2 separate regions of the Dromaius novaehollandiae genome follow, and region 1 is linked to region 2. Evidence: chromatin contacts called from public Hi-C data. All regions are on one chromosome and are shown on one strand. Each heading gives the region's core, a stretch centred on a gene start, on an enhancer-like site or on the middle of the called end of the contact. The rest is flanking DNA. Distances are from core to core; before and after follow the strand shown. Region 1 holds the start of LOC112985325. Region 2 overlaps GLP2R (glucagon like peptide 2 receptor).

The links. Hi-C and Micro-C count contacts between places; a contact is called where the count stands out from the background.
Region 1: a Hi-C map of liver shows a contact between it and region 2, with 6 times the contacts expected there. The contact joins the promoter of LOC112985325 here to the enhancer-like site in region 2. A contact is called at or near these places in 2 of 4 Hi-C or Micro-C datasets (brain and liver).

Annotation. Positions count from the first base shown.
Region 1 is chr18:7,096,715-7,103,182 of bDroNov1.hap1, reverse strand. It overlaps LOC112985325, which reads right to left and starts at 3,851. Exons shown (of 7, transcript XM_026103869.2): 1 at 3,647-3,851.
Region 2 is chr18:6,969,325-6,975,677 of bDroNov1.hap1, reverse strand. GLP2R (glucagon like peptide 2 receptor) reads left to right here. Exons shown (of 13, transcript XM_026113211.2): 12 at 1,688-1,729; 13 at 5,319-5,909. The coding sequence ends at 5,654. Among named protein-coding and RNA genes, the nearest start is that of GLP2R, 40 kb to the left of the region's middle. Within about 2 kb of position 4,752, at least 2 of the 2 cell types and tissues checked have open chromatin away from gene starts, as enhancers often do.

The sequences.
Region 1 (6,468 bases), core at 2,602-5,101, 130 kb before region 2:
ATGAGTGCTGGATTTTTATTTATTTAAATTATTCAGTGGATATTTAAACAGGTTTTTGGTTGACAATCTTTGAGCGAGAGACACGTGGAAGCCCAAACTATTTCAGGCTGAGCTGAAGTGTAAAACCTGCAGGACAGTCATTTTACACTAGGATGAGTTTTGTCCTACCCACAGTAAACATGATGTGAGTCACCAGTGAGCTAGTTTCCGTTTTCCCAGCAAGGCACACTAAGCACCTGCTTCCCATGGAATGTTTTCCTGGTATCCAAAAGGAGAATGAGGAGAAGGATGCAGAATTGGGCTGATGCTTGGAAGTGGGGGTCCCAGCAGAACCCTTTAGCCCTGCAGAAGGGGCATATTCACCATCTGCAACCCAGCCAGCTTAGAGATGCCACACTCCAGAGCCCACTGGCACAAAGCAAAAAAGCATCACAGAGCAGAAGAGACAAAGCATGGGTGTGAGAGCTTGCAATATGCAAGAGGTCCGAGCTTTTGCTTGTCACACATCTGTGCCTGGGGAGGTGAGGCACACTGCCATGGCCCTATTGGTTTAGTGGCTTGCAATAGACCCTAACCTCTTGTGCAAAAAGTCAGATACATAGAGTAGCATTTATTGGTTTAATCCCATTTTACAGCCAAAGGCTTGGCTTCCTCATTAGAGCACAGCTTGACCTTCCTGCCCAGTATAAAGATAACTTTGGCCTATTTATCCAAACAATCTCCAGTTGTTCTCAATTAACTTTTCCATTCCAAAGTCTGACTCTTTCTGAGGGCACAGATTTTTTTCCCCTTGATTTGCCATACATGGGAGGCTGCCGGAAGACTCACACTGCTTCCTCCAACATTGACTTTCAGCTTTCTAAAGACTTTACCCATCTGTGAAGACAATTGTTTTTCCATAAGGCACAGGCAGACTCCAGTACATTACAGCCTAAATCCCACAGGATGTTCACTTACTGGCACACCACATGTTTTCTTTTAGCTATCATTTCTGCTAACATTTTAGCTGAAATCTTGCAGCTTGCGCCACATAGAAAAGATGCGAGTTTCAGAGAAGGATATAGCAAGTTGGTAACTTTGGGCAGTACAAGCCTGGCAATTCACAGCCTCACTATTCGAACAAGATCGCTTGCCAAGCAGGAGCCAAACAAATGAAAAATGATTTGAAGCCATTTGACTTTTTCTTCCTGCTCTAAAAATAGAGATCCACCTATAACAGCCATTACTGCCTTTTTATTAGTAGCAGTATTCATATAGCAAGATTACCCATTTTCCAGACAAATGTGTGTGACAGGAGTAGGAGAAGAGGACTTATGGATAAAGAAAGCTGAAGGGAGGGAGCAAGGACTCGACACGATATCTGACCATCCCTTGGCACAGCAGTGAGGTCTAAATCAACTATTATCCCTTTGAGACAAATGTTGCAATTAGGGTGCACATGCCAAAAATTTAGCTCAGTGCTACCTGCAGTCACAAGATGAAATCAAACATCAGGAATTACTAGGAAGGAAATAGAGAACAAAATAATGTTATACTGCTGTGCAAATCTACAGCGTACCCACATCTACATGCAGATCATATCTCATTTCAAACAGAATACTTGGAAAGATGGGGAGAGGAACAAAGATGAAATGAGCTGCAGGAGGAAGGGCTTGGAAAAGCAGACATCTTCAAGATCTCCATGAAATGCTGAATGGTGCTGAGGAACCAGCCAGGGAGTGTCACCTCACCTGTCCCTGCAGTGCAGGAAAGTGGGGTTCACAAAGCCATCCTTGTGCTGCATGCTGAAAGCAATTGAAAAAAGAGCCCTTCACTACAGCAGTGATGACCCATAAACCATTAATTAATTTGGGATTAGACAGATTCATGCAGCAAAGGCCCCACAGGGGCTCTTAAACTCTATGGGTTTGATGAAAATTCCAGCTCAGAGATGTCTAGACTGCTACCTGCCAAAAAGCTAGGTCCCAGACATGCATCATCTCCAGAGACATTTGCAGATGGTTGCTCATAACCAGGATGTGGGGATTCAGCTAGAGCCAGCAGGGTGGATCGGGGTCTCACCAGACACCAATTCAAGATGCTCTTGGTCTAAGGGGGCTCTCCTGGGCAAGGGACACGGACCTAGAGCTCTCATACTTAAGGGAAAAGGGAACAGCCTGTGATATAAAGCCTAGTGGTTGGCCATTTTTATAACATTATATAAAAGTAAACAAAAATATAACTAGATTTGGCCTTTTAAACTGGTTTCTTTTTTGATTGGAATAGCACAGGGAAAAAATGAGATTCAACAGCTGACCCAGGCAAGTATTAAATCTGAATAGTCCCATGGTTTTGAAGGACAAGGAAGAGGGGCAAATGGGGTTAGCCAAAAGGCATTGTATTTAGATTTTTCATATGTAAAAACAGACAAATAGTTATGTTACTTAATGCCACATAGTTAGAGCATAATTAAAAACAGTTGTGAAATAGGCAAACTATATGCAGGAATCACTTATTTCAATGCTGAATTTCAATGATTTCTAGGTTTGAACCAACTCAGATGCACCATGAAACTGCAGCACAACACAGGCAACATATGTATTCAATCAGGAACTGAGCCAGGATACTAAAGTTCACATTTCCTTTTGTTCCATTCCCCAAAAATCATATGCATATTTCTATTGGACCACATTCAGTTCTCCTTAGAGCCTCTTTGTTGACCTCTGTTCCACTCACATAGCTCAGGTCTTCTGTGGACATTACCCAGGTAAGAGCTGCTCTTCCATGGAAGCATCTTAAAAGGGAAGACCCAGGAAATAATTTCATAACAAAAGGGATCCCTTCTCTGTGCTCAATGTACCCATACACTGCCCAGGAATAAACCACTCAGCTCTTAACATAGGCTTTTTCTCCCCAGTTTGTGAAACCAAATGTGCAAATGAAGTCACTCACCTAGAGATAACAGAAAAACACATTACTTTCCCTCACCATCCTCACAAAGGTAAGTGAGCTCAGGAAAACTTGGAGGCCAAGGACACACAGTGGTGCTCAGCACTGCCTCCAGGTGAACATGAAAGTCTCTCAGCTATAGGGGTGAGAACAGATCTAGAGACCAGCATCACAAAACTAGGTACTCCCAATAATTACTGCAAAGGAGCAACAAACCCCGGCTAAGAGCCCTTGCTCACAACTGCTCTTTACAGCGCAGGAATAGGGAGAGCAGGCAAAACACTAGTATTTTTAATGTTTTTTGTTCTAATGCCAATATTGTTCTTAGACTTGAGCACTTTTTTTTTTTACTCAGTCACAGAGATGACAATTACACCATCTCCCAGGCTTTGCTTTGTCAAATAAAGGGAAGCTGTGTTGAGAGGACCTGGAAAGGGCAGAAATCTTTGGATACCAGTCTCTACGGCCACCTTCCACTGGCATTCAGGTGAGTAAATGGAAAGCAACCTTGCTCAGGTTTGTCTTTCAGCCACCTCAAACACAGGGTGGCTGGAACAGATCCAAGCAGTCTGGCAGCATGGCAGGTTCAGCTGACCCCACTCCTGCAGCCGGGATCCCATGCACATGCCGGGCTTGGCATGGCACTGGGATCAGTCCAGCTCACTGCTTGCCATTTCTCAAGGGGGTTATATGTTAGTACAGTTCTCTGCATGCCTACCTTGTGCTGCTCAGTTGCGGAACTCTTGTTTCCCCCGTCCTGCTGGCATCATTTCCCCAAGCATGACACAGGTGCTGGCAGCTTCAGCATGGCGCAGGACCAGCCAGGTCTAGGCCTGCCACGAACATGAAGTTTTCAGGGCATGAGAGAGAATAAGTGGCTGCAGGGCCTGGTTACTGGAACATTCACATATCGTTATGATGTTTTTATGACTAATTTTATCTTCTCTATAGAGTTGGAAAAAGAAATCACTGCCCCCTCCCCCCCAAAAAAAGAAAATCAAGTAAAGCCAGTTTCCAGGCAAGTAAATTCATCCAGAGTGCATTCCCTCCCCTGCTAGAGAAAGTTGACTGAGTTGTGGCTCTGGTAACAAGATGAAAACCCAACAATAAAGCAACCAGCTGCAATCATGAAGCACTCACTCTCAGCTGAGAAAAAGCTGATGGGAAGCCCTGGAGAGCAGACCGAGTGACTTTATACTTCATCTGTCAATGCGTAACAGAATAGATAATGCAATAACCTCATTGTAAACACAGCTTGTTTTTTCAGTTTATTCTAAAATAAAAGCAGAGAGAAAACAAATATTTTGACATGACAAGGTCCCTGAAGATACATGAGAGAATGCAATTTGTTGAATCTAGGTCACACAACTGCTGTTATTCTGTCATTTTAGTGAGTTGCGCTTGGCTTCTGTGAAAAGCCAGGAACAATGTATTTACTTAGGAATTAAGAGATTAGCCCTTGCTGTGGGAATGAGAAGAGGAACCTACAGATGCAGGCTAGTTAGTGGAGCCAAGGCACCAAAGCTAGGCAGGAAAACCCCCTCTTCTACTGCGGGGCAGGGAACCAGACACCGCCAGAATCAGACTCTGTAGCAGGAAAGCAGAGGGAGCCCCTGTCCTGTGGAGCCTCTGCAGTCCCTGCCTTCTGTGGCCTTGGCACTCCTCCCACTGGGTGGAAGCAGCAGTGGGAGAGGCTCAACCATTCTCAGTGGTTTCCCAAAGTTCAAGCCCATCATTAAGGGAAGGAATTGAGAGAAGAGGTTCGTTGCAGGAAAGAACACGCTCTCAGCCAGGACAGCTAGGTGAGAGGCCCCAAGACCACATGCTGCTCAGAGTGGAGGCAAGTTTCAGACTTGTCCCATCAATGGTTGGGGTATTGTGACATGGCACTAGAGTGGCACCCAGGAGTCTTCTGGATTCTGGGGTTACTTGCACTGAACTCAAGAGATCAGTTGTCAAGCATGAGAATTTATTAGAGATAAGAGGTTATAAGAAAGCTAGAAGTACAGTAAAGCTAGAAATATAACACAACTGAATATATATGTACATGTCAGAGCTCTACAGGTAAGTCACAGGTGCACAATACGACCAACCACCCTTCCAGTATAGTTTTCCCTGGATTCTCAAGCAATGGATGCACAGTACAGCCAGGTCTCCTCCCCAAACTGACATATCCCAGGGCCCAAGAAACAGAGCCAGGGGGCCACTAAGGGGGCCCACATGCTCAGGTAGCATCTACAGTGCAGCTGGAAAACATCGGGAGCTCAACTTCTAGCATGTGTCAGAGCTGCCTATGGGGGGGGGTGCTTTACACCACAAGTCAAACAACAAAAGTGAATGCCCTCTCAAAACTTTTTCAGGGTGATCAAAGCTGTAGCTTTTCACACTCTGTAGAGCAATTATTTCATGCAATAATATCCCTATTCTGCTAAGTAACACAGTGACTTATTAGTGTTTTATCCTCCTAAATTCTTGGCAAAGTTGAGTCTAACACATAGAAACTCACATCAGAGGTCAGAGCCATATGGAGTCACAACTGCCACTTCTGTAGGATACTCAGAGTAACATAATTCTGGATCTATATTTCCTGTAATAAGGACTTTTTCAAGTAAATTGCATATTCCTGTAGTACAAGTCTCAAGCTCTGAATCATTGCCCCATTGCACAAGCACTGGACAAATGTGTAACAAAAAATCTGATAACAAAGAGCTGATAATTAGGTTAACCATTAGCTGGCCCAGCAGCATGGCCCAGCCAGATGCAGAAAGGGAGCAGGAGCCTCATTTAGTATAAACACAACAGTTAGGTGACTAATGGGACACTAAGCTCCAGGGGGGAGACAAAAGAAGTTCAGCAGAGAGGTAGGAGGGAAACAGGGGTTGGAATGACCATTTCTGGATCTACTTACCCAGTTCCTCAAACATGTCCCTGCAGTCACGTGAGTGGGTGTTCACTAGAGAAGGGCCCCACGTTTGTGCTTGCAGCATCATTCTGGTGTTATCTGCTAGTCACTGTTCTCATGTTTGATTTGCTCTCCAGGCTTCTCTAGGTTAGAGGAACATTCAGGCTCTGTTAACTTTAATCTTAAAGTCAATTGCTGACAGAATCCAGGCTATTAATACTGGTCCTTCCTCTCACTGGTGTGATTTCAATGGAGCAAGCCTGGCACACACATCTCTGCAGGCTGTTGCCAGCCATGTCTCAGCTAGCCAGGTGCAGCAAATGGGGAGTGGGAGGGGTGGCCACCCCTGAGCACTCCTGTTCCCCAGAAATGCAAGCCTGCGTGCTCTGCCTCATGCACACATTGCTTCACTCCATCCCACAGCACCACTTTGCAGAGAGCTAGGACATGTACCTTCCCCAGGGGCTAGCAAGAGAATAAACTTAATCAGAACCAGCTGCAGTCTGAATGCATTTGGCACACCACCTGGTCCAAACCCCAGGGGCTGCAACACAGTACAAGGAAGCCACTCTTGTTCTGAGGACTAGTTAGCACCAACAGACATCATCAGCTGGAAGCAAGTATTCCTTCCACAGGGC
Region 2 (6,353 bases), core at 3,503-6,002:
CAAGCAGCTTCAACTGAATACTCTTACAGTTTCAGAGCTTTACCTTCTAGTTTGTAGTTGTCACTGGTGGTTTTTTTACCAGCTTTCTCTACCAACACATTTTTTTCTTTAATGGTAATGCTAGAAATTGTACATCTTTTTTTCAGTTGTGATTGCTTTTAGTTAAGAGTCTATAATTACACCTTTATGAAATGTTAACTTGAAGGTCTGCTTTGAAATGTCACCTGGCAACTTTGGTGTTTATCATTGCTGAAGCTCAGTACAGGCTCCTTCTTTGTCAATTGCTTGACATTTTTTCTAACTGTTGTGACAGAAGCATACATTAAATACCATAAATTAGCAGTTTCAAACATCACACAGAATAAATTTCCCTATGGATTTACCTATCATTTTCTTGAATTGAAGATATCCCTTGTATTCTCCTGGCACCTACCTTTAAAAAAAAAAAAAATACTCGCGTACAGGCTGTATTTAAACCATTGAACTTGTATTTATCCATTAGAGACTCTCTCCATAGTTTTGGTGTCTCCTATAACTACTACTCCAGAATTTATACCCATGTCAATATATCATTATAAACTCTAATGCCCACAATAATTAGTAATATTTCTTACATCTTTCTGTGAAACAATTCAGAAGAATAAATTAATGGGTACATCAGTGGTAAATGTAGAGGTAGAATTCCAGGTTCTAAATGCTACAGGTTAACACTAGATAAAATAGAGAAATACTGAAGCTGCTGCCTACCTGAATTCCTTTTTAATCCTTTGTCTAAGAAAAACAGAAAGAGTTCCAGAAAAGTGTGAGTGTGAAAACAGTTCAATGATGTCAACATTATTTCATCTGATTATGACACCTTTTCCCTGTGATATGAACATTGCCTTGAGATTGATATTCTACAGTATTTAGTCTCTTCATCAGACCCTGTGTCTTAGATGTGTTTAGACATCTCCAAGGAAACGCATTTCCTGAAGCAACTGCAATAAATTTGTGAATCTGTGGCAGACTGTTAGGTTGAGATGTACATATTTAAGCTGTTTTGGTTTGAGATCAAACACAGAAAGGAGAAAAATGGGAAGGGTAATGTTTGTGTTGGCTTAAAACGTTTTATTCCTAGGTTTTCAAACCCTTTTTGTTTTTACCCTGTGTTTGTTTAAATCAATTTAAAAGGAGAAATGACATTTCAAAAAAGTCAGAACACCTTTTATAGAGGCTCAAAAATAAATCAACTTTTTTTAAAATTACTAAAATGACATTCCTTTGGGTAGTTGCATCCTCAAATTCAAACAAAAGCATGACTAATATCATAACCCAAGCTGCATTTTTGGATGTTTTACCAGATCTAGAAATAGCAACATTTGCTGTGCAACAGAGGTTGTTCGAAAAAATGTTTATGTAGTAGCAAAATAAAGATTAAGTGGGTTGGATAGTCTCCATTCTTCAGCATCTGCACCAAAATACCTGCAAATGTGCCCCACATTTGCTAAGGCAACATACAAAAACAAGCTGATCGGTACTTCAGCAACTGGTGAAGACAGCGAATTAGTTTCCTCTTTGAAAATTAAGGAAGCAATGCTTTTCTTATATTTATGGTTTTAATATTAATGTGATCTTTAAATTAAGACTTCAGAAATAGGTATTTCCTGTACGAGCTAACATTCTTCCTTGTCTTCTCTTTCTCTTACAGGGTTTCTTCGTAGCAATTTTATATTGCTTTGCTAATGGAGAGGTAAGAGACTCAATGAGAAAAGTTTTTATTTGATTAGTGAAATATATTAGTGACACCAAACATGATGAAAATGCCAGCTAGAACTGGTCATTTGAGAGCATACCTGCATTCTTTTAAACTTATGTAATTGTTTTGTACGAAGAGCGCAGCAAGATCCATCTCCTACAGGTCAGGATATCCTGGGGTGTATAATACCCATATAGGCTTATGCTCAGCCACCTAAATACAACTTTTTTATCAGATGGAATCCCAGACTTCATGTCTGGCCTGTTGTCTGTACTCCCCTTATACTCAGTGGGAAGAAAAGGGCACTTCCAGAGGGTGGCACATCAATCTAGATCTACCTACTGCTTCTATGGGTAGGATTGTGGTTTTAATTACTTTGGTGTAACTTCCTCAGAGTAATTGTTTTGCCTTCAGCAATAGCAGGTCTGCAATACTCTTCTAGACTGACATCTGAAGGCTAGAAGAGATAACCCAAAGCATCTCAGACAGCACTATGTGCCTGTGTGTATGTACCTGAATCACATTCGCCATAAATGCCTGTAATACAGTGTGTGTGCATCTAAGCTAGCCGCTTGAGGTCCTGTTCAGTTAATAGTGGAGCCCAGAGTGATTTTAAGAAATGATTCATCTTATTCTGGTACCAGCCACCATCAAACTTTGATATTGACTTCCTTTTTGAAGTAGCCTGAAATTTCTGGATAATAATAATATGTGTAAAAACAAGGTGCCATCATTCTTTTCCAGTCTAATCATACATGCATAGAGCTGCCCAGGAAACAGCAATACAGTGCTTCCTCTCTGATTGTTTTTATTTTATTTTAAACAAAAGAGGATTGTGGCGTAAAGTCAGTTTTGATGGGTCTCCAAACAGAAAGATGTTCTTGCAGAGAAAGAAGGATGGGTTTTTAGTTTCAGTTTTTTACAGTTTTTCCCTCTAAAGGTTTCCTTCTTTTCCCAAATAAAAAACTACTTATTGACAAAGCTTATTAAACTTAATCTAAGATTTGAAGAAGACAAGTTAGAACATTTGGAAATGGTGAAAAAGCAGATATTCTAATGTTGGGATTAATCACAGCTCCCTGCTTTCAGTTGAACTTCAAGTTTTAAAATGAAACCGAATATCTATTGAAACAACTGAACATCTATGAGACAACTGCCTAAATTCAACATGCACCTCTCCATGTGAACCGGGTATGTCAGTGCCCATTAAGGCTAATGGAAATGTAATTAATGTAGTCAGTGGAAAGGAAAGGACAATGCAGTAGACTCAACATAGCTGTCCGTCTTAAGGTTATTTAGATTAGTCTCTCATCTCCAGGGACAGTTCAGAAACAAAAATCTGGTGCAACTCTAAAAAATTAGCATTTAAGGACACAAAAGGAAGAATTATGAATCTTTCTTGGGTAGATTAATACAGCTGATCACCTTTCATCCATTTCAAGACAGGTACCAATACCTGACATCACCTGTTGGAAGCTAATTTAACTCTTTTAACACTGTTCTTCAGGCAAGCCTGTGACTGCAGTGTAGACATCCTCTATGTGCAGATAGAGGAGACAATGGGATCAGAAAGCATACATGACAGAGAACAATAAAGAAATAAAATACAAGAAATATTAAATCAAAGGTAACATTGATGATTTTCTTCCATTCATCTGGAAAAATTGGAAAAGGGGTCAATGAAAGGTGATTTTCTACCTTCATATTTGGAAGATAGAAATCCTAGCCAGGTACTGAGTATTTCAGTGTCATACTTCACACAGTGAAGGTATTCATTAAATGTTTATTAAATTGTCTGGAAAATGTTTATAAATAAGACTTATTTTTATTTGAATTGTTCTTAGAAACAGTTATGGGATTCTTCTCTGTGCTTACAAAAACTGAGAATGCAGCCTGACCTAAAAAAAAAATCAAAGTTTAACAATCAAGTTCTTAAAACATGAGCTTGTGCAATTTCAGGCTTTACAAAAATGTTGGAAATAGGTTTTTGAACAAGCGCAAAACAACCAATTTTTGACTGATCCCATTTTCAGAAACTGCTAAAGTTTTGGCTCAAAGTCTTTAAAAAAGGAAAGGTATTCCTTGAGACAGAGCCAGGTGCATGGAAAGTTTCACTGCAAACACTTGAATATAGCAATGTTAACAGCAGCTGAGAATAGCCATTTGAAACTGAAAAGATATTTCTGAAATATGGGAAATTAAACATAATATTTGTATCACAGACTAGAGAAGTGCAAAATCACCCTTGGAAACCAGAAACTACCAGGGCAAACTCTGCTAAGACCCTTGCATACATTTATATTTATAGTTAGTCATAGACAGATAGCTACATAGACAGACAGATAAATAGATAGTACGTATTTATATTTATAATTACATTATGAAATTCTTTTCCCAATAGCTTCCCACTTCTCCTCTAAGAACTTGAGTGAAAAAACATAATAATAATATTTTTTTAATGCATGTTCTATGTAAATCCACTAGTTTTCCAATAAACAGAGCTTCTGTTACATACAGAAGCCTCCCTGTTCCCTGCAGCAAGGTTTAGCCCCTGTCTGTGCACATTCACAGTGCAGATCTTCACTACTTGCAATAAGCAGACACTTACTGTATATCAGTAATATTCAACATCCTGGCACAGCCAGCTGACAAAATACATAATACACATGTACAGAAATACTTCACTAACAAATACATGAATTTGGACCCCTTCTTCTTAAAGGCACCAGGGAAACAAATGAGACGGGCGCTGTATTAGAGGCAGGGCATTAACTCCTAATATTTAACAAAGAAACCTAAGGCAATTACTTAACGACTTAAATGAAACAAGAGAACTGGCAGCTGCCTGCAGTACTGGAGTAATTCTCTAACATTTATGAACAACAGAGATTTACTAATATCTCTCATCAGCAGTTAAAAGTTGCTCTTTTGGCCTTCTAGCTCCTTGTTCCACTGAGCTTTCTCAGGCCAAGGGGAATATTGCTCCTGTTCAAAGCAAGGGCAAGTCCTGTTCCTTTGTGCTGGCTCCAGAGCCTGCCCTCCGTCTGCAGTGCTGACCCTGGGGCCACGCACGTAGCAGGCTACTCAGTGCTGCAGATTACAGGCAGGCTGCCAAATAAAAAGCTTTAACAAAACAAACCAGATATCCAAGCATAACACTCAGGCAAAGCAGAACGGCCCTCGCTTCCCCAGCCCGTCGGCTTTCCTCCTCCTCACTTCATCAGGCTATAAACATTGAAGTTCATGAAGAACTTGAGCTCTTCCAAAACCTCAACATTATGATCGCAGTATATAAAATTACAGACAGTAAGGGGCTACAAATGGCTTTACTACCTTATAGTGAAAAGGGGGGGGGGGGGGGGGGCTATGGGACCAGCTTCCAAGGGCTGACTTGGGGCAAACAAGCCTTCTGTTTCTATCCTACAAGGAACTCAGCAGTTGTGACATGCACCACAAGGGTCGGGAAGCTCAGCACCTCCACAATCCTACTCATTTTGTAACTAGCATTTGGATAAACAGACTGCAGGGTGGTCAGCTGAGCTGGCTGAATGACCGTGGACCAACTATTTCTTTGTTCTCACAGGTGAAAGCAGAACTCCAAAAGCAATGGTCCCGTTTCCTGCTGGCAGATCCCTTTGGCTGTAAGCTCTGCTTCCTTGGAGAAAACATCAAATACCTTAGGAAATGTCCACAGAAACAGAAAACACAGCACCTTGGCAGCAACATCTTGTGCCAGAAAGTAATTGAGCCCTGGAATGGGCACCTCCAGCAGGCATTGGTGAAGAACAGGAGAGAGAACTGCCCAGGGTTAGGCTGTGCTCTGCCATCTTGTCCACGAGCAAGCATATCAGACAGCAGTGAAGAAGTCACTACTGGAGAGACAACGGAGGAAGTCTTTGAAGAAAGTGAATGTTCTTAACCTGTGATGGCCAGGAGGAGAGAGGTTTGCTGGGTTGAAGAATCCTTTGAGTTGACCAGTCTAGAAGATAACTGATGCTGAAGGGGACGTATGCAGTGAGGCAGGATGTAATGTGGACATGAATAGGACTCTGGATACACACATTTTTGTCCCAGTAGCTTCATCCACACAGGTCCACCATTCTATTCATATAATAAAGTTGTGTGTTTGTTTATTTTGCAGCTTGATTTCACAAATAAAGATATGAGACTAGAAGACTCATTTCGTATAGAATTTTCTCAGTGTTAAGAATTTAATACAGGATGGATATTTAAATAAAATATTACTAAAATTTGAATAATTGATTAATTTAAAAATATATCTGAAGTTTTTAAAGAGAACTTTCTTTTATGAGAATGCATGCTTTGCTTACATACCATTTTACTCTATCACTCCATTTACTTCTTCATAACCCTTTAGCAACACTAGATACTATCTGCTGACAGTGTCTTATCCAATTTAAAAAAGACTGAGTTCCTCTAGAAGGCTTTAAGTGCATTTTATTTGACTGCTAGAAATGTGAAAATTTTAAGAATTTTATTATTTCTCAGTAAAATAGTTTACTTTTTAATTGCATGTTAAAATATTTCTAGTGGTAAAGGAAATAGTTTTCAGTTCTGTGAGCAGCAGTCCCTGCTGAGCTGTGTTTTCTCCTCTCTA